Linked DNA regions of Mus musculus: all the other regions are linked to region 1. Evidence: chromatin contacts called from public HiChIP or PLAC-seq and promoter capture Hi-C data. All regions are on one chromosome and are shown on one strand. Each heading gives the region's core, a stretch centred on a gene start, on an enhancer-like site or on the middle of the called end of the contact. The rest is flanking DNA. Distances are from core to core; before and after follow the strand shown.

Region 1 (5,443 bases), core at 1,169-3,668:
AGAACAACTTTATATGTAATAAGTGCTCTAAGCCGCAATGGGAGTCTAAAAAAATGATACTCATTATTTTCTAAATTTTGGCTTAGCTTCAGAACATACTCCCAAGACAAAATCCTTACCTACAACAGCAACATAAAACAAATAAAAGAAAGCAAAGCTGCTTCGGATGTGGCTGGAATGCCAGACCTGGCTCATGGTATTCCCCCATGTAATGTGTGTGTCCCCCACAGTGTGTGTGAACACCAGGCCTCCCAATCCCAACACTGAGGGTCCATCAAGGAGCTAAGGAGCTCCTCACAGCACAGCTGAGGATGTGCGCGCTGCCAGGGAACTTAGGGTCAGTGGTGGATGATAGCACAGCCACGGCTCAAGCCCGCCAAGAATTAAGGACCGTGAAGTAAGATAGCTGGAGTTGAATGTAGGGAAAACAAGCATCGGCCTCAGACACAGAGGTCTGCCAAAGATGCCGAAAGGCCAGCTGGTTTTACAGCACCGTGATATCACCCCTTGTAGGTGATGGTGGCTTCTCTGAGGTTTGGAGCACTGGATGAAACAACCTTCAAGATGTCTCGTCCTTGTCCAGTATTCTGACAGGGTCTCTCTAGTAACACTGTCCACAGATGCGTGCCCCCGTGAGTTTTCAATACAGAAACACGTTTAACAATACTTTAAAAAGACTATCCCCAACCCCTTCTCCATCTCCAACAATTCTATGGGGGGGGGTCTTCTATTTTTCTTTGGTTTCTGTCAAGGTTTACTAATAGTCTTAAAAGTGGATCTATGTCTTTCTTTTAGCAAATAGTTAAGAGGTATACCAAAAGGTTGTTTCCATTTCAGCTGGAGTAAGTGACTTTAAGGCCACTGTGTCGGTTTTGTTTGTTTGTTTGTTTGTTTGTTTTTTGTTTGTTGTTTTGTTTTTGGTTTTGGTTTTTGGTTTTTTTTTTTTTTTTTTTTTTTTTTGTCTTGTTTTTGTTTTTGATCTGTTTGGAAAACAGAACCAGCGAAGAGGATCTCCTATGCTCCTAAGTCCTCCCTCAGCAGTTATATTCGAAAGGGAAACGTTTTCCACAATCTTATCCTTGAATCTCACTTTGTCCTGCAAACCTACAGCAGACCCCACAGACTGAAACAAACGAAAGGTCCCTCTCTCTCCTTGGGCTCAGCGCACTGACACGCCTTGGACTTCGTGCAGAGAAAGGAAACGTTCTTGGTGGTTTTGTTAAGCCAAAGTAGGCATTCTGCAGTCTCCCAAACCAGCTCTTTCCCAGTCATGTCCTTGCCTCTGTTTCCAACTTTCTTTTCTCTGCCAAACTAAAGGAAGAAAGAAACAAAATAAAAAATGTTCGACTGGATACGCCCACAGGAAATACTTGGCTAATTCTATAATAACCTGAGGTGCATAAAGGTTAAACAAATGAGTTAATTCTCTAAACTTCAGAGACTTGGGTAATTTAGTCACAGACTAGGCTGGGAGAGGCCTTCGGAATTAACTTGTCCAGCATGCATTTCACGAATGGTTGATGTCTTGAATAACTCCTACCCAGACACTCTAGGGTGGACTGACGTCCAGACCTCGTGTCCTGAACAGTGTTGCTTCCACTACACAACACAGTGCTGTGTCAGAAGCTCCTACTAGGACGGAGAGCAGCAATTAGGAACATTCCCGGTGTCCAACAACCCCATTTACACACTGAAAGCAAGAACACACACAGCTTAGATTCACTACTAGGCTCACATTCCTTGAGTGGTAGATGGTGAAACACAGGATCCAGCGTGTGGCCCAACAAAACCTAGAGAAACTGAACCACGGACACAGCTGTGGGACCGGAAGAAAGACATTTCATCTCTAAGGTCTTTGGAGAGGACAGACCACTGCTACCCAGTGGGGCAGGGGCCCGAAATGCAATAGCGATCTACTGTCACCCTGTCCCCTTGGTGAGCATTTTTTTCCCCCTAAAGTCAAGAGTGTTCTCTGCGGTTTACAACTCTGGTTGCTGAAAAGGTGTGGGCCACATCCTCTCAAGGCGCAAACCCCGGTAGCTTAGTTTACAACCAAGTTGCTCCCTCGAGGACACCGACCAGCTTGTCCACGCGCCCGGGTACTCCTGGATAGACCCGCCTCTCTCCGATGGCCGGGGACTCAGATGCAACCCACGCACAGCCACGCGCGCGAGGTGTAGCCGTCCCCGCGCCACAAGCACCCTTCGCTCTCCCTCGCCCACCCTCCGCCGCCACTACACCCTCCGGGAGACTGTGCTCATCCCGGCGCCCACCTGAGGTGGTCCGAGCGCGCTCCCGCTCCCGCGGCGCGCTCCTCGGCGCCTCCATGCGGGATGCGCGCCTCCACCCGCGCGCACCCTCCGCTACAGCCCGGCGCCCCGCTCGCTTCTCCGCAGCCGCAGTCCCGAGCTCAGCTACTGTGACAGCCGTCCGTGCTCCCGCCCTGAACGCAGACTGACGCCCGGTGCCGCCACTCAGAAGCTAGGGCGGAGTCTAGGGCGGAGCCTCCGCGCGAGGTAGGCGTGAAGGGCGCGGCGGCGTGGAAAGCTCAGAAGCTCAGCGATGGGAGCGCTGCGGAGGCCGCGGCTCTGCCCCTAGGGCTGCACCTCCACGCTCACCCTGGGCGTTCCACTGGTTCGGATCTAGAGTCCTCTCGGGAGCTCTGCACCAGAGCCAGAGAACTTGGGGAAGAGACTGATGGGCCGAGGGACCGAATGCCCCTCACCAGCTCAGGACAGCTTGGTGCCTCGATTCCCTGTTCACCACGGGACAAACCTGCTATGTCTGCGCCGGAGAGCTAGAGGCTGGGATCCAAAAGCAACTGCACCCGGGGCTTGTTCCACTACGTGGGGCAGGGCTTCCTCGTCTTTCTGCATGGGTCAGCACATTCGGCTAATGCGTGCTTGGAACTGTTTAGGGACGAACAAGAGCATTCTTGACAAAAAGTGGTTCCATAAAGTAATTTCTTAATTGTTAAAAAACAATACAAAAAGCTAACAGAAAAAGTAAATGGCCTAACAAGAAAAGGATACAAGATTTTTTTTGCTCCTGATTAACTAATTTGATGGACCCCTCCTTTTTTCCAGAAGAAGACAAGAGAGGGGGAGGGGAAGAGGGAGGGGGAGGAGAAGAGGGAAGGGGAGAGGGAGGGGGAGGAAGAAGAAGAAGAAGAAGAAGAAGAAGAAGAAGAAGAAGAAGAAGAAGAAGAAGAGAAGAGGAGGAGGAGGAGGAGGAGGAGGAGGAGAAGAAGAAGAAGAAGAAGAAGAAGAAGAAGAAGAAGAAGAGGAGGAGGAGGAGGAGGAGGAGGAGGAGGAGAAGAAGAAGAAGAAGAAAAAGAAGAAGAAGGAGAAGAAGAAGAGAAGAAGAAGAAGAAGAAGAAGAAGAAGAAGAAGAAGAAGAAGAAGAAGAAGAAGAAGAATCATCTCCATGAGTACTTCCTTTTTCTCCAGTGCAGACAGATTCCAAATACAAAAAGACTAGCATGCAAAATATCCTGGCAGCCTCCGGAAAAATAAGCGCCATAACTAAAGAAACATGTGGAAACAGCCTGGAATTTTGTGTGAGTTCAATAGCCTTAGGGCTATGTCAACAAGTCATTGAAACATTGCAAGTCTCTCTGGATCTCAGAACAAAGGATCAAAAGGATCGTACATCTTTAGTCTTGCCTCAGAAATCCCTGTCAGACCAAAAGCCTGAGTCAGCAGCACCAGGCAACTAAGAGAGCTGGCTCAGCGGGACTTGTGGTCCACCGCGAGTGCATTTTCCCTGTTAGTGTATTTCACGAATCCCCGCATTTGCTCGTGAGATTGGTAGGGTAACCTGGGTTCACTGGGGCCCATCTGGTGCCAGTGCAGAATTCAAACTAAGGTCTGACCTCAGTCACTCAAACATTTTTCAGCACAAGTTTCACAGAGCATGGTTGCAAGCTTGCTGTGTTTAAAAATCTCTTGTCCAACTCAGATATTTAACATTGAGGGGGTCGGTTTTCTACAGGCATAAACTATCCCTTGCGTGTCTAGGGGCCCAGTACTCCTACAAAATTAATGACTGAAGACTTAGGCCTGTCTAATGTAAACAAAGTTATGAGCAGTGACCAGAACAAATTGCCTGTTCTAGAAACTGAAAGAACAGAGTCTAATTTCTTGTGGCATGATAAAATTTACTGGACTCCCTCAACTACAAAACAAATTAGCCACCCAGTCTCCCTCCCCACCTCACACAAAATAATATTTATGAACACTGCTGTTTAGACTGGCCTAAAATCTCTTCAGTTAGTCCACATTTAAGGTTTCATGGTTGTCTCTAAAGTTCCGTTCTGTTCCCCCCAAGCAGAGTGGACAGCCTCTTAGGGTAATATTTGAAGACTTGAACCTTGAGCCAGACCACCACACTTGCCTGGACACCAGCCATGTGGTTTTCATGTGGTTAGCATGTTTTGTGCCTCACTCTCCTCACCTATAAAATGGGACCATAAGACTGTTTTCTCTTTTTCATGGGAGTTGAATGTGTGCAACCCTCTTGGGATGATGCTTTACATATAAGCATCACATTAGCGTGAGTTAAAACATACACATAGAGATGCCTGATTTGCTTTCTAGGCTACCCTTGTGTGATTAACCAGGCCTTGACAATGAGATCGGATGCTTTGTTTGTTTGTTTGTTTGGTTGGTTGGTTGGTTTGGTTTTTTTTTGAGACGGGGTTTCTCTGTGTAGCCCTGGCTGTCGTGGGACTCACTCTGTAGACCAGGCTGGCCTGTTTATGTGTTCTTAAGAAGAGAGATCGTGCACCCTTTTGTAGGACAAACACTGGTCAAGAATCCTTAGTGCTGAGCTCACAACTTGAGTATTTAGGAATGTACACGCCAAGGCTAAAGACTAAGCTCAGCAAAAACTTCACATCAACAGTCTCCCCTCAGATCTTCTCACAAATCCAGCCACCAAAATATCCACCTGAGAATGCACACGTGCAGAGATGTGCCAAGAACTGTGCTCTGAGACCCTAACTGTTACCCTGGAGCTGTCAGAGTGAATATCTAGGGCAATGGCTATAAAGGTTAGCTGCATGATAGATCATGCCCAAGTAAGACGGGGGAGGGGAATGTGACGGGTGATGGGGGGGCGGACAGGGAGAGGGGGGGTAAGAGAGGGAGGGAGGGAAAGAGAGAGAGAGAGAGAGAGAGAGAGAGAGAGAGAGAGAGAGAGAGAGAGAGAGAGAAGCGCCTGGACAGTAGTTCCCAACAACTAGCTCAACGAAGAGTTTGTTTTTATGACCATTTGAACTCTGACAATGGAATGTGAGTGTCCAGGACCACTGAAGATGTGGCCTAATGTACTTTCCATCGCTGTCAAACCATGCATTTTATTCAGGGTTACTTATTCATATACAGCCTAGAACTTATTCATATCTAGCCTCGGGCTAGAACAGGGTGATTTTTTTCATGAG
Region 2 (5,443 bases), core at 769-3,268, 240 kb after region 1:
AGGTGGGCAGCAGGCAAGGAAGGCAACCACCAAGATCAGGGGCATTTAGCTGTGCCCATTTTCTGAACGTTTAAGTTACATAAAACCTACAATAATGTGAGCAGAAAGGTAAGGAAGCTGGTGTAGGCTTTCATGAACCACTACTGTGGGGCACGATGGGTCCCAGGGAAGGAGTGATTGACAAGCACTACTTTCTGGGTCAGGCCTACAATGTGTGTGCTGAGGATGCTCATGAGAGGGCATTTGCAGTTAGGCCTTGGTTAGCAGAGGGATGACTGTGTAAAGAGAGCTCTGGGAAGTTCTGGCTTCAAGTCCACTCTCCCCTTCCCTCCTTCCCCTTCTCTAAATGTGCATACGTAAATTAAATATCTTAATAGTTTCATCTAAGACAGCTCAACCCTGATGTTAAACAACAGAGTGGATCGTGTTACATGTTTACAATGCTATCTGGCCAGGAGCAGTAAGCCTGGGATAAATACTAAGACCACGCCACCGAATGTCTCCTGTTTCAGAAGCTGCCAACCATGCAGCAAATGGATAGCCTCCATCTTCCTCTCACTCGGGGAACTCGCTTTAGACGGAAGTAGGTGCGAGTATCCAAACCTCTGAGTACCGGGTGAAAAGGAACAAACTACCAGAGTCTGCGTCCCTGTCCGTCGTCCCCCACCCCCACCCCCGCCGCCGCTCGCCCAGTGTCCTCCAGGACTTTCTATTTCAGTCTGTAAAAGATCAGCTCTGGGTATTTAGCCTTCAGTCACACCATGATTACAGCTGTAAGAGGGAAAATTACCCTCTTTGCTCCAGGAGGAGAGATCCCACAGTTGTCTCTGACAATGGGAAATCTTTTGGGTGAATGGGGGTGGGGGGAGCTGGAATGTCAACAACCCAACAGCGCAGTGGTCAGATCAACTGTGCCCTTTTGGTCATCAGACTCTGTGTCAGGGCTGCGGTGCCACTCCAACAGAACCGTTCCCAGCAAGCCACAGAGCTCACTGACCACCACGGTGGCCTTCCATTTTTAACATCAACCAACAATAAAGGAGCAGCAGCCCTCCATCTTGGTTGCTCCCAGGAGGAGCCGCACCACGGGACATCTCCAGGTTGTGTGAGCGCTCACTCATCACTCAGCTCGTTGACCCAATAGCACTTTCCGTGTACATGTGCACAAAGACCTAAGATGAAGCTAATTATCTGAGGTAAGGGTAAGATTTTTGGTGCTGGGAAGATGGCTCAGTGGTTAAGAGCACTGACTGTTCTTCCAGGTCCTGAGTTCAATTCCCAGCAACCACAACAACCATCTGTAATGGGATCCGATGCCCTCTTCTGGTGTGTCTGAAGACAGTTACAGTGTACTCATATACAATATATACATATATACATATACATACATATATATGTGTGTGTGTGTGTGTGTGTGTGTGTGTGTGTGTGTGTGTGTGTTAAAAAGAGTAAGTTTAAAACTAAAACAGCTTCTTTTGGTAATCCACTCAGGACCTCTAGCAGATTTTAATCATTTTGAATTTCACATAATCATTCGCTGACTTAATTTTTTTTTCTTTTAGGAAAACATGGTATTTAAGAGCCCTATTATTCCTCCACAGATAGAGCTCCTGATAAAGTTGCCCGTGTGCCTTGTTCTGAATTGTCTGTCAGTCACCCACAGACTGCTTCCCAGCCACCTCGTAGGTCTCAGAGCCTGTCAGCTACCCCCACCTTACATTTATTAAACCGAAAAATCGCCTGTGGGAAAGACTGAAGCATGGCTGACGGAAGCACAGGTTATGCTACAAGTAAGACTAATAACTAAGGCAGCGTTCTAAAGCAACCACAGCAAAAATGTTAAATAGTAAGCTGGTAGCTGCTCTTACTGACGAGCCTTGGTGGTAATTACCGAATTTTACTCATTAGGTAATTGGCAGAGCTCCGGAACACAAAGGGCAGGAGATAAAACTCCACATCTGTGCGGTGGCCCCGCCCTCGCACTGCCGGCAGAGAGGGTGACGTCACCCTGTCTGAGCAAGCCGCTCCAGCGCAGAGCCTGCAGGATGCTGCTCCACTGCAGGGAGGCAGTGCTAGCGAGGTGTGTGTGGTGGGGGTGGGGTGGCCGTGTAAAGCTCACGCCAGTGTCACAGGAAGGAAGTGTTTTAATGGATCGGAATCTTCTGTGAATGCATTTAATTATGGAAGAATGTTAGAGAACAAAGGTTACATTTTCACCAGAATGCTTACTAAGATATAAAAAAATGCAAGCACAATCAACTGATGCTTATGTCATTTTTTACAAAATTATATGACCCCAGATTGGACACGAGGATGAATCACATGCACCGGGAATGTAGATGTGTCCACAAACCACCACATGGAAATAACGACAAAGCGGATTCTAATGTTTAGTAATAACCACCTGATTGGCTAACTCATCCTGTCTTATTAGTGACAGCCTATAACAGCACACAGTTAAGAAGAGCACAAGCTTTACTGACTCAAGGAAACGTCAACATATAGCTCTGGCTTTTCATTTCTTACCCACAAAGTATACAGGACAAGCTGAACTGCCAAAGGATGAAAGGCTTGTTAAGAGTATTACAAATGCCTTAAACGAACGAAGAAATCAGTAGACTTTGTTGATGTTTTAACTATGCATTAATGGTACATTGGAAGTTAATTCATAATATATAATAGGCCAGTTGTCCAAAGGCATTATATTGTATAACGGCTATTATTATATAGTGGTTATTATTATAAAAGGGGTTCCAGCTTCTTCTAGTTTCATAAAATAAAAAGGAAATATGGCCAAGGGCACCCTTAATCTTCTGATCCCAGACCAACAAAGAAGCAAACAGAGAAATTGCATTTCTCTGACTAAGTGATTCAAAATAAATCACATGGGCAACCTGTCCCCCCCCCCCCCATCTCCCTGTGCCTCTGTCTGTCTGTCTGTCTCTTTCTCTGTGTCTCTCTGTGTGCATGTGTGCTATAAAGCCTGACAGCAGACGCCACCCTAATTACATATGTGCCTCTCACTTATGCATACATGCACACATGGTTCAGTAAAGCCAACCTGATCCACAGACTGCTTTGCAGAAGAGCCCGGGGAATTGACCCAGAGCGATAAAACTCGATCCCTGAGCTATGTGAATGGATACCAGCCCAACCAAGATTGATTGTTAAGAGAAATCCTGATCCATTATCACATCAAGCATTTCATTCATTTAAATAGCCTCGCCTGGCTCCCCTTGCCTTCCACCCCACCGTGGAATTCCCGCAGGTGGCCTTGCTGTATCTGCAGCCTCCTAATCAGTGGTCAGTAGTCCTTCTGACCCCACCACTCGCCTTGAAATCGGCTTCTAGCTCACACCTCCTTCTACTGCTCTCCATAAGTTTTCCACGATGCCCCTCTGTGGCTTCTTGATGCCTTCCCGTAAGACACACACTCCCTGACATGACATAATCCTTCAGATGTGACATCTGCCTCCTGTGCAGCCTCGCTCGCTTGCCAATACTTATTCTCTCCCCAGGCGAAAATGAAAGAATCCCAACCAGACAGACGCTCAACTTCTGACCCTTTGAACTCCTACACGCATCACCAAAAACCCACTCCCATCATTCCTGTTCCCAGAAATACGTGTGCACACTGCACACACTGGGAACCCTAATACTGGATACATAACCCACTCAGCGCCTGTAGCACTCAAGCCTTTGCCACATCCTGGAAATGACCTAAATACTGGTCACAGTCACTGGGCACTGTGTCCCACCGTATGGGGAGCACGGCAGAAAACCCCAAGCAGCCATTTAACCCTAGGAAAACAACACCCTTTGCAGCTGGCAAACCTCACCACCAGTCTACAACTGGGCTCCTGAGTACAGTTCACAAAAACACAGAACTAACCATATTCTAAAGTTGCCAACCTGCTCACAATGGCCAGGCACTAAAAGTGACTGGTTCTCTTGCTGTCTCGTGTACTTAACGACGAGTCCTTCATTTGTAGTTTAAGATAGGAAAAGGTTTTACTTTGGGGTTGTTGCAATGTAATTAAAACATTATTTTCTGCCCTAATCACTGTTGGTCTCACCTCTGATGAAGGAAGGAAGGGTGGAGCATACGAAGGGAGAATGCTTAGGAGGAGGCTCATTTCTGCACTTTCACTGCAGAGAGGGGGGGGGGGGGAGCAGGAGCAGGAAGTGTGCAGGCATCAGAGGCCTGCTTCTCTGCAGTTAGCAGGGTTCACCCAAAAACAGTTGCAAGGAAATGCTTTAGTCATGAGACTTTGTGACCAGCCTGGGCTTGAGGGAACGAAGCTACGTCAACTCCACACAACTCCAGACAGAACTTCTTTGTTTTACATGTCAGCACATATGTGTCCCAAGTCCCCGAGTCCCAGAGGGCTCAAGTGGAACAGCTGACAGAACGAATCTCGGGGTTTCTGCCATATGTTTTCTGCAACAGGAACGGAACACAACTTAAACTTCTGTGAGTGCGAGGTGTGGCCAACAGGCTTGCTTCGGTCGTGTCCGCCTGCCTGTTGGTGACCATTACTAGGAAAGACAGGAAACAAATAAGGAGAACCAAGGCTTCTGAGACTTCAGATGCCACGGGACAAAGGACTTGATCCCAGCAATGAGCACCGGTTTGGATTTAAGCTCCAAATCTTATTACCTTACACATTAGTAAATCTTACGGATTATTATAGTTGATCGCCACACCAGTGTCCCTGACCCCTACGTTGGCTCCTGCCCACTTCTTTTGCTTGCTTGTAGTTCGAGACAGGGTCTCTCTTTGTAGGTCTGGCTATCCTCGAACCACCAACAAGACTTCTAGCTTCTCTAACATGTAAACTGTCAATTCAGCCCCTGTGACCTGGGTTGTGGCTGGGGACTTCCTTCCTGCAGGGGACTTCCCCGGGCTTCAGGGGCCCTGCCTATCTTGTCAGCCTCTGCTTTTACTACTCAAGGCTGAGAGTCTTAATAAGTAATCAATTAATTTGAGTGGCCACGAGTTACATCTAAACAATACTTAAATCATTATCTTGTTTATACATAAACCAAAGTTGCTAAATATTCAGCAAAATTAGGATATTGTAGGTCTGTCTGTTACAAATACACTCCAGTAAGTCACGGACCCTTAAATGTGTCAATGAGGTAAAGGCTTCATGGATTTAATTCCAACATGAAACTCACTAGAAGGGCGTATCTTTAATGAGATCCAAGAATGTGGCAGAACTTTGTAGTAGCCAGTTCCCCGATGGAGCCTCGAGCTGTTTGGTTCACTTGGCGCTCGTGTTCAGACAGAACTTTTACACACACTGATCTGCTAAGCCCTGGGGATTCCCCAACCTGCACAGTCCCTGTTTGAAGACGCTTATCGTCGAATAGAGAACAAAACATGCACGAGAGCAGAGAACAGCCTCGACTCCACTCCCAGGCGGGTCCGTCTGACAGG
Region 3 (5,443 bases), core at 1,196-3,695, 200 kb after region 1:
CCTGCACACTGGTATTGCTGTGCTATAGATTATATTTCCACATATGGTTTTGGGGAACACAACACTCAGATCAGACTACAGCAGGTGCCCAAGAACACAACTCAAAGCGATCTCGGATTGATATAGAAATGGGGCAAATCCAGGCAGACAGTGGTGCAGGAACATCTACTAATGTCAGAAGTCAGGGTGAACGCTTGGTCCACAGTGGATGATTTTAGAGTGGTCAGCTGGACAGGCTGCACAATAAAGGCAACCTGCTCTCCGTCACTCCACACCTGAGGCCCTTCCGGCCCCTTTCCACACCTGAGCATCCATCCTTTCTGCACCGTCCTATTCCATACAGATGATGGTGAACCTTAACAAACCTCCAAGACCCTGCAGAAATCATGTTGGAAGTGGGCTTAGGAAGTGGAGACAAGCCTGGGAGTAGGTGCTCGGGCCGAGGCTACACGCTCCTCCCATTCTCATGCCTGGTTCATTTCAGATCCTTACCTGTCCACGTCAGTACTGACAGTCACCTGCCCACCATCCCTGCTCCCTGGATCCATCTGTCTGCTGTCAGTGTGGTCTAACTCATCTACCCGTTCTGCTGACTCTGCCCTGAAAGGTACCACATTTCCACGTCTTCCACACCCGCCCCTCTGCACACAGCTATGATCTGACTGCGCGCTGGGAGGAAGTTCCCTATTTTTTTTTCTCAGCTTCAGTTTCCCTCCCAGTCAGCGGTGATGAGCATGCGCAGTTGAAGATTTAAATGTGTCCGCATGACCCACCACGGCAACCATGAGGCAGCTGCGCGGCACACACACCTGTCGTTGGAATTATAAATGCAGTGAGGGACTCCAAGCCGACTGCACTCTCTACTGGCTGCCCAGGAGATCTAGGTCTCCTGAGGAGGCCTTCGTAAGTGTGTCTCACTCCCCTCTGAAAAGCAATGTCTCAACCTCGAACCATTTAACGACTGTCTCCGTGAGCATGACCAACTCCACACAGAACTGGGGAGTCCACCAGGGAACCCTGAAGCTTCAGGGCAGCAGTCAAGATAGACAGAAGTTCACTGACAAGTTCATTGGGCGTGGCACATTTCAATATGTGAGATTTTTATTTGTAAGTTCTTTATAATAAAGTTTTAACAAACAAACAAAAGAAGTATTTTAAAGTTGAAAAGGATTTTGCCGGGCAAACCTAACATCTAAGCTCCAACCTATCGCCTACCTGTAAGAGCTTCTGGAAGGGATAGAGGGGGGAAGACTTTCAAGAAACAAAAACAAAACAAAACCCTACAACTCTTTGTGGTATATTCTTTATATTCCTTAACTTAAAAACAACAACAAACCAAAACCAAATCAACCAACCAAACAAACAAACAAAAACCCAGGGCAGTGCAAAGTCAAACGCTTGGCAATTCCTCTCAACTTCCAGAGACTTGAAGCAAGGCACTGCTTCGCAGTGTTGGAGATAAACATTTGCTGGATAGGTAGAGGGAGCAAATCCCCACAGCTGAATCTTTTTTTTAACCCTGAGAGAAGTACTTCAGGGACTATAGCTTGGAAATACAATCTATCTGTGTGGCTCAGCCATTTTCCCCTTAGCACTGGCTCTTCCCACCAGGAATGTAAAATTACTGCTGACACTGTGTTTCCAGCAAACACAAAAGCGCCTGAAGTGATGTGCACGTACCCAGCGCTTTATTAAGATAAGAGCAGATGGTTATGGAATCCTGCTGAAGTTCCCAAGCCTCCCACAAGGCTACTGTCTCTTTAGAAAGCCTGGGTAAAATTTCCTTCTTGGCAAGGAGACTGTGGATTAATATATTTGTGAAAGTCACAGCATCTTAAAGACATGTGCACAAACCCTTCATTTAAATATAAGAAGATTAGCAAGTCACTGGATTTTTATCACCCTAGTCCAGCCGCCATCTCTGATCACACTTGTAGCCAATGGTTGTCAATTCTGTGTCATAAAAAAAATAAAATAAAAATCCCAGCCCCATAAATAGGGCAGGATGGGTCTGCCCTCCCCCTTAAGCTGAAGAACAAGTCAAAAGTTAATCTTTTTCCTCCCTACATGGCTCAGAAGCAGAGCAAAGAATCTAGGAGGCTAATACCACCTTCCTCTCTATGCAGAAGGCAGGGTGCCAGCATCTTTCCTGTTCATCAGCGCCCTCTAGTGGACAGCTCCAAGGTCAAGGCACTGAAAAGAGTGCAGCACTTACATGCTTCAGCTAAATGTGCAGAAAACTGCTGACGGTTTGACCTGACTCCCCCTTTCGTAAAGAAAAGGAAATCACTGAATAATGACAAACCTGACCATGATGATGGCACAGTGGGCTTACATGAACTAACAGTCATCTTGCCACCTGAGCACCTGCTGCCGAGACAGGCCTGCACTGTGCGTACAGGAAGCCTCTGGCTCCCCAAGGAACCACAGAAGGGCCATCATCACTCTCAGTCTGCAGGGGCAGTAGGAGTCTTGGTTATTCTGCAGAGGAGCCAATGTGTAGGGTAGGGAGGCAGCCTCCCAGTGTTTTCTTAAGCTTCTGTTATTGCCTCTTCTGGGTTGGCACAGCTGACGGGCAGGTGCTGCTACTGCGGGAAGGAGAAAAGCTCTCCAGCATCGGAACACGACTGGGAAGAAGTGGTTCCGCAGAGTACAGACTCAAACTGGGCGAGGGCCAGTTAGCGAGTGCTCGGGACAAGCCCCGGCACGTTCTCCTGCGCAGGGGTAGGGTTCTAGCCATCTTAAAACCACACCCAGCCTGTAAAACAGTGTTCTGTAAGAGGGTCCTACTCCCTAATTAATGTGCCAGACTTTGGGGACTCGTCTCTCTGTGACTATTAGTACAAGAACTTGTGACAGAGTGTAATCTTCACTTAGCCCTTCAGTGTGTGCCTGGAAACACTGTATTTGATTATCGGACGTGTCCAGGTTTCGCCGCAAGTCCACAGATCACAAGGCTTTCTAAGGTCTGAAGACGCCATGGCTCTAAATCTGTACCCACTCCCTGGGGTGCAGTATGCACAGACTTTCACTATTCTCCCTTTCGAGCTAAAAACAAGGCTCCCGGAAGTCAACTCAAGAGTAACGCTTGACATGCAGGGCTTGACCTAGTATATGGTCTTAGGGGTCAGCACATTAGGCGAGAGGGTGGAAAGTCCGGCTGGAAGCCGTGGCAATATCTTGTATAAACTGCATTTTCATCTCTAATAATGCTGCTTGTACAAACTAGACAAGAAATCTGACATTGCCAGAGGAAGAGTATACAAACCACAGTACTTAAGGTAACCCGGAGAACATCCAGATAAAACACAAAAAGACGTGTCCACTTCAACGTGTGTGTGTGTGTGTGTGTGTGTGTGTGTAATGTGTGTGGGCGTGCCTGTGGGGGGGGGAGGCTTGCCTGTGTGTGCCTCTGTGTGTGTGTGCCTCTGCCTCTGTGTATGTGTGTGTGTGCCTCTGTCTCTGTGTGTGTGTGTATGTGTGTGTGTGTGTGTGTGTGTATGTGTGTGTGTGCCTCTGTCTCTCTGTGTGTGTGCCTGTGTGTGTGTGTGTGTGTGTGTGTGTGTGTGTGTTGTTGAGGAAAGAGCCCAAGACTCCAGCAACTGTTAAAAGACAGTGCATAGTGCACAATGGTATGTTTTTACCATGCAGTCCAAATTATCCTAGGACTCACTGTGGACCTGCAGGTTTGCCTTCAACTGGAGATGACACTCAGCCTCAGCAGGCCAAGCTAATAGTGTTTTCTGCCCTATCAATGGAACCTCCTTCAAGGTCACATGTTATAGACATTATAAAGACAGTATGTCATTTTACCGTAACTGTGCAAGGCCTTGTGGTCTCGGGGGAGCTGGATCATACAGATCATAGAAGGCTAACTAAAGTGGGATTCCATCTACACACCTATGGGGAAGCTGTCATCTGTGGCGTGGTGAGAATGTCTGATGACATGGTTTCCTTTGGGGTCACCCATGCTCTTTAAATAGCACAATAAACTTGCCTGCTCGCCAAGGTAGACTTTGGTGTAGTCATATTTTTGGTGATCTTTCTCGACAGGAGCCTGTATCTGTTTATATCTCCCTAGAAAAAGGACTCACACAACAAATACAGTACCTCTGTACCCCCAGTGGGAGGAAGACATACAGGTGAGAAGATTCTAGAATGACCCAGGTCTGCTCAGTCACTTAAGAAAGGTCTCCTCACTGTTTTTCTTCTCACAGGGTTTCACTAATGCTGCCTAGGCTGGCCTTTGTCTCCCAGGCTCGAGTGACCCGCTTGCCCCAGACTCTTGAGTAGCTGGGACCATTGGCACACACCACTGCGCTTGACTGCCTGGGAAAGCATGTTTTGTAATACAGCATCTACGTGGAAGGAATGCTTCCAGGAGGTAATTCCGGAACGATGCTCACCCATGAGGTCCCGGGAGCAAAAGGAGGCTTTAGAGGGAGTGGTCTCCCTGCCTGATGAGCATCTGATGGCCTGGCTGGTCTCAGGAAAGTAGACTGCCAGGCCATGTTCCTTGTCGTGTTGGGTAACAGAATCCCAGCACTCTAAGAGCTGGGCAAGCTGAACAGGCGGGGCAGAAAAACAAGTCTGAGCGCACGCTGCTTTGGATGCCTTCCCTGACAGTGAATGACCCTACCTGAACAAGTGTGGGGCAGGAAGCACCACTGCCAAACTCAAATGCAGGCTTAAGTGAAAACAGACTGAAAGTCACAGTTATTCCCCGTTTAATGCAAACAAGCGTTCCATGAGGGGCCCTCAGCAGGAAATAGGAAATGGAAATGCATCGCATCACGTGATTGTCAGGAAATGTGGCAAAGGTCTCATTCAAGCTTACAGTGGCAAAGATAAGAGCAGCTAGCAGCCAACACTTGTGAGCTGGTGCTGCACCTGCACCAACAAGCCCCAGTCGCCAAACCCCTGCCCTCTGACTGGGTCTGTGGCTCTGACCAGCTCCCCCTGACCACACCGCTTACTAGCATCCCAAACTGCTTCTGTACAAAGATAATGAGAAATTAACCACTTGACCAAACCTCCCATCCATTCCCCTCGCACAGTCCTTGGGCAACAGTCTGGTCAATGTTCTGGTAAGAATTCTCCTCTAGGAGGGCTGCTGGCAGGAAGCAGAAAGATCTGCATTTCTTTTTCCTGGAAAATCCTTGCTGATGCTTTTTATAACCCCAAACAAATGAACACTTATGGGGCGCTAACTGGCCTACGATATTCTTACAGACTATTTTCATCTGTACACATCTGTCTTCAGCTCATGGCCTTCTCAAGTGCTGCTCTGGGCTGTTTTGCTCATTTTGTCTGCTTGGCTCAAGACTCTGCTAAACAGGACGAAACTGGAGTCCTAGAGAAGCCTTGTTGGCTTTCCGATCCTTCTATCAGCACAGTTGTTTGGGTTAATCTTTCTGGTTTTGAGCTCTGCCATTGCAAGCCA
Region 4 (5,443 bases), core at 1,473-3,972, 170 kb after region 1:
ATAGTGGTTGGCCTGCAGCATGGCCTCCGCCTTCTGCTGTACCTGCAGCGCGCTCTGGTGCGTTTTCTGGACACGGGGAAGACGGGAAAGCTCACTCAGCACAATGGCACCACTGACGGCAGAACTGGGCCGCTCTCCGTGGCTAACGGAACCAACTCTAGCTCCTGCTCACCAGGAGGCTCTGCAAATACGGTGGGCACCTCAGCAACGCAGGTCTAGTCTCGCCCCAGCCAGGCTGTTGCTTATTTATCTAAGGAAGGATGAAAACCACTAAGACTTCCCAGAAAGGCACTCAGCTCTGGGGTTTTCCAGCTGAGAAGCAACAGGAACAACTCTTAGCAGTAGATATTCTAAAGCTCTGTCGAAGTGTGCCAAGTTTATTATCCCCGCTGGCTTTCTTATGACAGCCACTGCAGGCAAAACAACAAGTGGAAAAAAGGGGGTCATAGCGAATGCTTTTGATTTCCATTTTCAACTGAAGCTCTGGAGTTGAGTGAAAAGTGTTTTTGAAGAACTAGTGATTTTTCTTTTAAAGAAAAGAAGGAAAGAAATAGAGAAAAGATTGAGACTGTCCCAAGCCACACACAAAGCAGAAAACATGGTGAACCCCGATGCCAGGGGCTCTCCAGCTAAGATGGAGAACACAAGGCTCTGCTAAGAGCAGCACCAGCGCCTCAGAGAGAAGAGACCCTGGCACTTCAGATGACACAGATTCATAAGTGACTGACACTTGAGCTTAATTACCAATAGCCTCTTGGCACAGCAGCTGATCAGGTCTGCCACACTGCCTGGACTTGCAGCCTCAGGAAGAGGCCACCTCGGGCTGGAACAGGTGACAATACACTGACCTTAGGAGTAAATTAGTCCTGACTTCTGTGGCTTTTTCTCCAGCTAACACCTTGGTTTCTATTCTCAAAACCCCCTTTTGAGACCCTGCCTCTACTTTGAGGTCACTCATCACAACTATTACCCACACACGAAGAATCCCATTCTAAAACACGTATGGCACCACTAACAGAGAGGGTGAGCTGCCTGGGGCAGCCAAGGCTTTTGGCCACTATCCGGTGCAGTCCTGACCCTCAGCCTATCAAAGTGAATCCTGTTGCCTCTAAGCAAGTAGCATGAAGAGCGTAAGTATTATTTGTATCTGTGCAGAGTGAGGGAGCCTTCACACCCCAACACCAGCGAGATAGTAAAACAACTCACTCAGCTCAGGCTCCGATCTGAGCTCCCTGATTTAAGACACTTCTGATCAGAGGCCATGCATCCTGCTAGGGCTGTTCCATGGGACAGAATGAGGCTCTGATCCCTGGGACACTTGCTGCAAGGTGGTTCTCAATGCTCTGCAGTTGTGGGCTGTTTGCTTTGCCCACAGTCAATGACTAGCTGACGGGCTGACAAGCACTGTCATTCTCTCCTGCTCGGGCTGTGGCTGGCTCCAGTGGGAGGTGTACCACCAAGCCAAGGGTTATCAGGCTGGTCTCCAGGCCATAAACTCCACCCGCAGACACCACCTTACCTCAATCGCATGCTGGAACTGCTCGTGTTCTCGCTGCAGCTGCTCGGCTTCCTGCAGCGAGCTGGCCGTGATGAGCCCAGCATTTAGCATGGACTCTCCATTTCGGATCCAGCCCAGCACCTGAAAACGGGGCAGAAGGCAGCTCTAAGCAGTGGTCCTTCTAGCGCCCTGCAAGGTTCCTGGGATGGGGGTGGGTCTACAAAGCGGTCCACAGTGGTTCTCAACCTGTGGGTTGCCACCCCTTTGGGGTCAAATGACCCTTTCACATGGGGTAAACTTAACCACCGAGGGGAAAAACAGATATTTACATTATGATTCATAATAGTAACAAAACTAGCAATAGAAATAATTTTACGGTTGGGGAATCACCACAACATGGGGAACTCTATTAAAGAGATCAGGAAGGTTGAGGAGAGCTGGCCTAGAGGTCCTGGTAAGGAGACAGCCCTGACTTCCTTACAATCTTACCAACAGAGCCTACAATCCCCACAGGGCTCTCACCACAGACACTGCCACAAGGGCACAGAAGGTCTGGGTTGTTTTTTTTTTTTTTTTTAAGATGGTGGAGGGAACGGGCTATGAGAACACAGACCAAGACTGTTCCATGTTATAAAGCAAACTTGTTCACTGAATGAGTTCCCTGACACTTGAGGGAAGTCCTGCTACTTCCTGTCCAGACTCTCACCTAACCCATAGTAAACTGGCCACTTACTTAGTCAGAGCAACTCCTTTGTTTCACTGACTTTCCAAGGACGATCAGTGTTAAATGACACTATAGCCCAGGTGTGAAATAGATTCCTCCACAATGCTCAGAGGCCAAACCAAGGGACTCAAGTGTACACACTACAGGGGTGTAGGCAAGCCTGTAGGACAGTCTTAATCAATGATGATGGGGAAGGCCCAGCCCGCTGTGGGTGGGACCACCGCTGGGAAGGTAGCCCTGGGGAGCAAGCCAGTGAGCAGCACCCCTCCACGGCCTCTCACAGGCTCCTGCTTCTATGTTCCTGTACTGCCGAGTTCCTGCCCTCACTGCTTTTCATGACGAGCTGTTGTATGGAACTCTGAGTGAAACAAGCCCTTTCCTCCTCAAGCTGCTTTCAGTCATGGTGTTTCATCTCAGCAATGGTAATCACAGGCTGTGGCTGGCTCCAGCGGGAGGTTGTGGGACACCAGCCACAATCTCAGCCTGGTGTGTCATAGGGCCATGGGGTGAGTAAACACCACGGCTGACTCATTACAGGGGTAGAATGGCTTCTGAAAGCCATCTTCACAGTCTAAGCAAAGACAGCCTGTAAGGTGTATAACTACATCAGTCCTTAAATAAGTGGTTTTTCTTGAGGGAAGAAGAAATGCTCACAGGTTACAACACTGTGTCTCCTTTAAATGTACAATACTAGTGACACTAATGCTACACAAGAGAATAGCAGCCCCCATCCCCATCACCTGTGGTGCCAGGAGCATGTGCTCTTCTGTGAACACAGCCTGTGTCTGCACCACAGCAGGCCGTGGCTGAGGCTCCTGGCACTTCCTTCAACAAGGCCAGGGCTGGCTTTCTGTGCAATGGACAGAATCTAACAGCCTCACTCCTCCATCTAGACCCTCCATCAGGGAGCGCTCCTTTATCCCCACCACGGGACACAGTGTGATATCTATACTTGACTCTAGTGGTATTGAATCCATTTGTCTCAGCTTCGCCCTAAATGTGACATTCTATATAGTATGCAGCTAACTCAAGAAAAGCCTAGACTTGCAGTCTGCAGATATGTCCAGATTAATAAACATTTAGGGGGAAAATCATGCATTTCCTTAGCCTAGGAAGTAATATGCTTTAAGCAAGGGACCACCAAGTAGGAAAGGATAGGCAGGGACAACACACTCAAGAGCTATGGCTGCTGAGCGGGCAGCTCTTCCACTCCAGCTGGCCATCCACGGAGGGGTGGGCTTCATTTCTACCATGAGATGCTGTCCAAGGGCAAGAACAACCTTACACAGCGGGACATGGTAAATTCTCCCCGAGGCCAACCGGTCAAGAATTCCCATCATTCCTCAGTGTCACGCACCTGCTTCACTTCCGCCTGCAGGTGGCGCAACTGCACACACTGCTCCAAGTGTTTCCGATGCTGCTCAGCTGCCAAATCCAACTCCTGCTGCTTCTCATGAAGAAACTCCAGGAGGTCCTGAACCCGAGTGGCCATGTCCACATCTCTGTCACAAAGCAGCTCCACACCTGTGAACAGTCGTAGGCGACCGGTATTCAACTCACACCATCGGTCAGCGTCTCTTGCCCAATGCACTACCCAGTGTGGCTTGTGAAAAAGGCGCCACAGGGGGCCACCTGCACTAGCAGCCCAGTTCAGGGAGACCCAGGCCAGCAGAGATGTTTCTATACACATATCCAGCGGGCCAGGGCGTGAAAGGGTGCACAGCTGAGCTGACCCTCTGGGACTTAGTGACAGGGTAGCAGCTTTTAGAAATGAGCAAGTGGCTCAGCCTTCAGGAAACATTTAATTTACTCCATGTAAAGCGGCTAATGCAAGCAGGATGTTGCTGGGGAATCACTGGATACATTTAATATTGAGGTTTACAGCGACATCTGCTGGACACTGAAACTAAACAAACACTTTCACAAGTTTTTATACTTCGCTCACAAATATAACAATTTTCCAAAGTTCTTACTACTTAAAACAATTCTCAAAAGAATTTAAGGATAAGTTTCCTGAGGATAAAGTTAAGCGTGATTGTGAAATAAAGTGAAAAGCCCTTCCTTTGAAAGAATCCATGTTGGCAGGTAATGGCTCATTAGTAGAAGCTGTGGCACTTATAGTCCTAGTCCCATGGTGACGCAACAAGGCCACACCTGTCACAGGGTGGAGGGCTTTCTTACCAGAGGCCTGGACCTCATTGACATACTGCAGAAGATCCTGTCCTTGGTGGATGACATCGAAAGTCAAGTTATTCATGGTCAGGGCTTTGTCTGCATGGTGCTGTAGGCGCTGCTCTGCGATCGTCAGGTCCTCCGTATCGAAGTCATTCATTTGCTGGGAAAGCTCATCATTCCACGACTCAAGGTCCGAGATGATCTAAGAGAGGAAAGCATCTATGCAAGACCAGGACTTAAACACACTCAGCCATATCTCACTGTGAGTCAACGGACAGCCAACCATCATGGGTCTGGCGAACCATTGTGCAGAGGCCAGGCCAGGAGGGGATTGACCAGCCTTGAGGAGGTCAACACTTGAACATTCCTACAGATGTGGGACAGCAGGATATGGCTGCTCGTGAGTGGCGCTGTGAAGAACCACCATTCCTACACCAAACCAGAACCTGGCCAAGGCCTGTTTTCCATCTGAGTTCTGTTTCTAGGAAATACCAGAGAAAAAGGGTAACCAAGAGCCAAGGGAGAAAATGTATTATGTGAGACTTGGCTTCTTTAACAAGTGAGCCATGACAGTCAGAAGTCATGGAAGGCACAAAGTTAGAGGACAGAGGAGGAAGAGTTGAATCTACCCTAAGAGACTGGCCACCAAATGCAGGAATTGCCCCTATGTCTCCTAATGCAGGCCGATGTGTAACCCTGAACGCATGCTGTTCATGCTAGGGGAGGTGTTTGGTGTTCTGAGTGAGTATGAAATGACCTTACAGTGCAGACATCTTTAGAAGAGGAATGATGGACAGGCAGAGTCTCTGAAATATGCTGGGCCAGCATTCAATGAAGGAAACCAGCAAAGAAACACGGTCCAGCTAATTTGGAGGACTTCCATATGGAAGCTTCATCATGCCGCTCTCTGCTTTTGTATAGCTTTGAAGACATGGATTACATTATTTTAAGTCACAAAATGCAGAAAAGAAGAGCTCCTTGAGAAAGAATACATACTGTCTACTTCGGGGGGCTAGCCTTTCCCGAGGGTCCTCACTTGTGCACTC

What was found. Promoter capture Hi-C pulls out the DNA fragments that hold promoters and counts their contacts. HiChIP or PLAC-seq counts read pairs in DNA pulled down with a chosen protein or histone mark.
Region 2: a contact with region 1 is called in a promoter capture Hi-C map of neutrophils, with 2.5 times the contacts expected there. The contact joins the enhancer-like site here to the promoter of Otulinl in region 1. A contact is called at or near these places in 2 of 39 promoter capture datasets (neutrophils and pre-B cells), 4 of 484 Hi-C or Micro-C datasets (CD8 T cells, Th1 cells, memory CD8 T cells and 1 more), 6 of 115 datasets of contacts at active chromatin or transcription factors (T-cell acute lymphoblastic leukemia, double positive thymocytes, effector CD8 T cells and 3 more) and 2 of 9 other capture datasets (adipose tissue and liver).
Region 3: a promoter capture Hi-C map of trophoblast stem cells shows a contact between it and region 1, with 3 times the contacts expected there. The contact joins the enhancer-like site here to the promoter of Otulinl in region 1. A contact is called at or near these places in 6 of 39 promoter capture datasets (embryonic stem cells, neutrophils, second pharyngeal arch cranial neural crest and 2 more), 1 of 15 datasets of contacts at CTCF or cohesin (large pre-B cells), 2 of 484 Hi-C or Micro-C datasets (erythroblasts and nephron progenitors), 1 of 115 datasets of contacts at active chromatin or transcription factors (bone marrow-derived dendritic cells) and 3 of 9 other capture datasets (adipose tissue, embryonic stem cells and liver).
Region 4: a FOXA1 HiChIP or PLAC-seq map of pancreatic cancer cells shows a contact between it and region 1. The contact joins the enhancer-like site here to the promoter of Otulinl in region 1. A contact is called at or near these places in 6 of 39 promoter capture datasets (HPC-7-derived erythroid cells, embryonic stem cells, frontonasal cranial neural crest and 3 more), 4 of 115 datasets of contacts at active chromatin or transcription factors (bone marrow-derived macrophages, microglia, pancreatic cancer cells and 1 more) and 4 of 9 other capture datasets (adipose tissue, embryonic stem cells, liver and 1 more).

What each region holds. Positions count from the first base shown.
Region 1 is chr15:27,679,124-27,684,566 of GRCm38.p6, forward strand. It overlaps Otulinl (OTU deubiquitinase with linear linkage specificity like), which reads right to left and starts at 2,419. Exons shown (of 8, transcript NM_001242423.1): 1 at 2,274-2,419. The coding sequence starts at 2,328.
Region 2 is chr15:27,921,778-27,927,220 of GRCm38.p6, forward strand. All of the region lies in intron 1 of Trio (triple functional domain (PTPRF interacting)), which reads right to left. Among named protein-coding and RNA genes, the nearest start is that of Gm29975, 71 kb to the right of the region's middle. Within about 2 kb of position 2,019, at least 298 of the 459 cell types and tissues checked have an H3K27ac peak or open chromatin away from gene starts, as enhancers often do. A contact at or near this core is called in CD8 T cells, Th1 cells, adipose tissue and 7 more, where this site is marked.
Region 3 is chr15:27,882,381-27,887,823 of GRCm38.p6, forward strand. The region is part of intron 9 of Trio (triple functional domain (PTPRF interacting)); the gene reads right to left. Among named protein-coding and RNA genes, the nearest start is that of Gm29975, 110 kb to the right of the region's middle. Within about 2 kb of position 2,446, at least 100 of the 459 cell types and tissues checked have an H3K27ac peak or open chromatin away from gene starts, as enhancers often do. A contact at or near this core is called in embryonic stem cells, stem cell-derived epiblast-like cells and trophoblast stem cells, where this site is marked.
Region 4 is chr15:27,847,414-27,852,856 of GRCm38.p6, forward strand. Trio (triple functional domain (PTPRF interacting)) reads right to left here. Exons shown (of 57, transcript NM_001081302.1): 14 at 4,404-4,599; 15 at 3,580-3,746; 16 at 1,520-1,639; 17 at 1-66. Among named protein-coding and RNA genes, the nearest start is that of Gm29975, 140 kb to the right of the region's middle. Within about 2 kb of position 2,723, at least 58 of the 459 cell types and tissues checked have an H3K27ac peak or open chromatin away from gene starts, as enhancers often do. A contact at or near this core is called in pancreatic cancer cells, where this site is marked.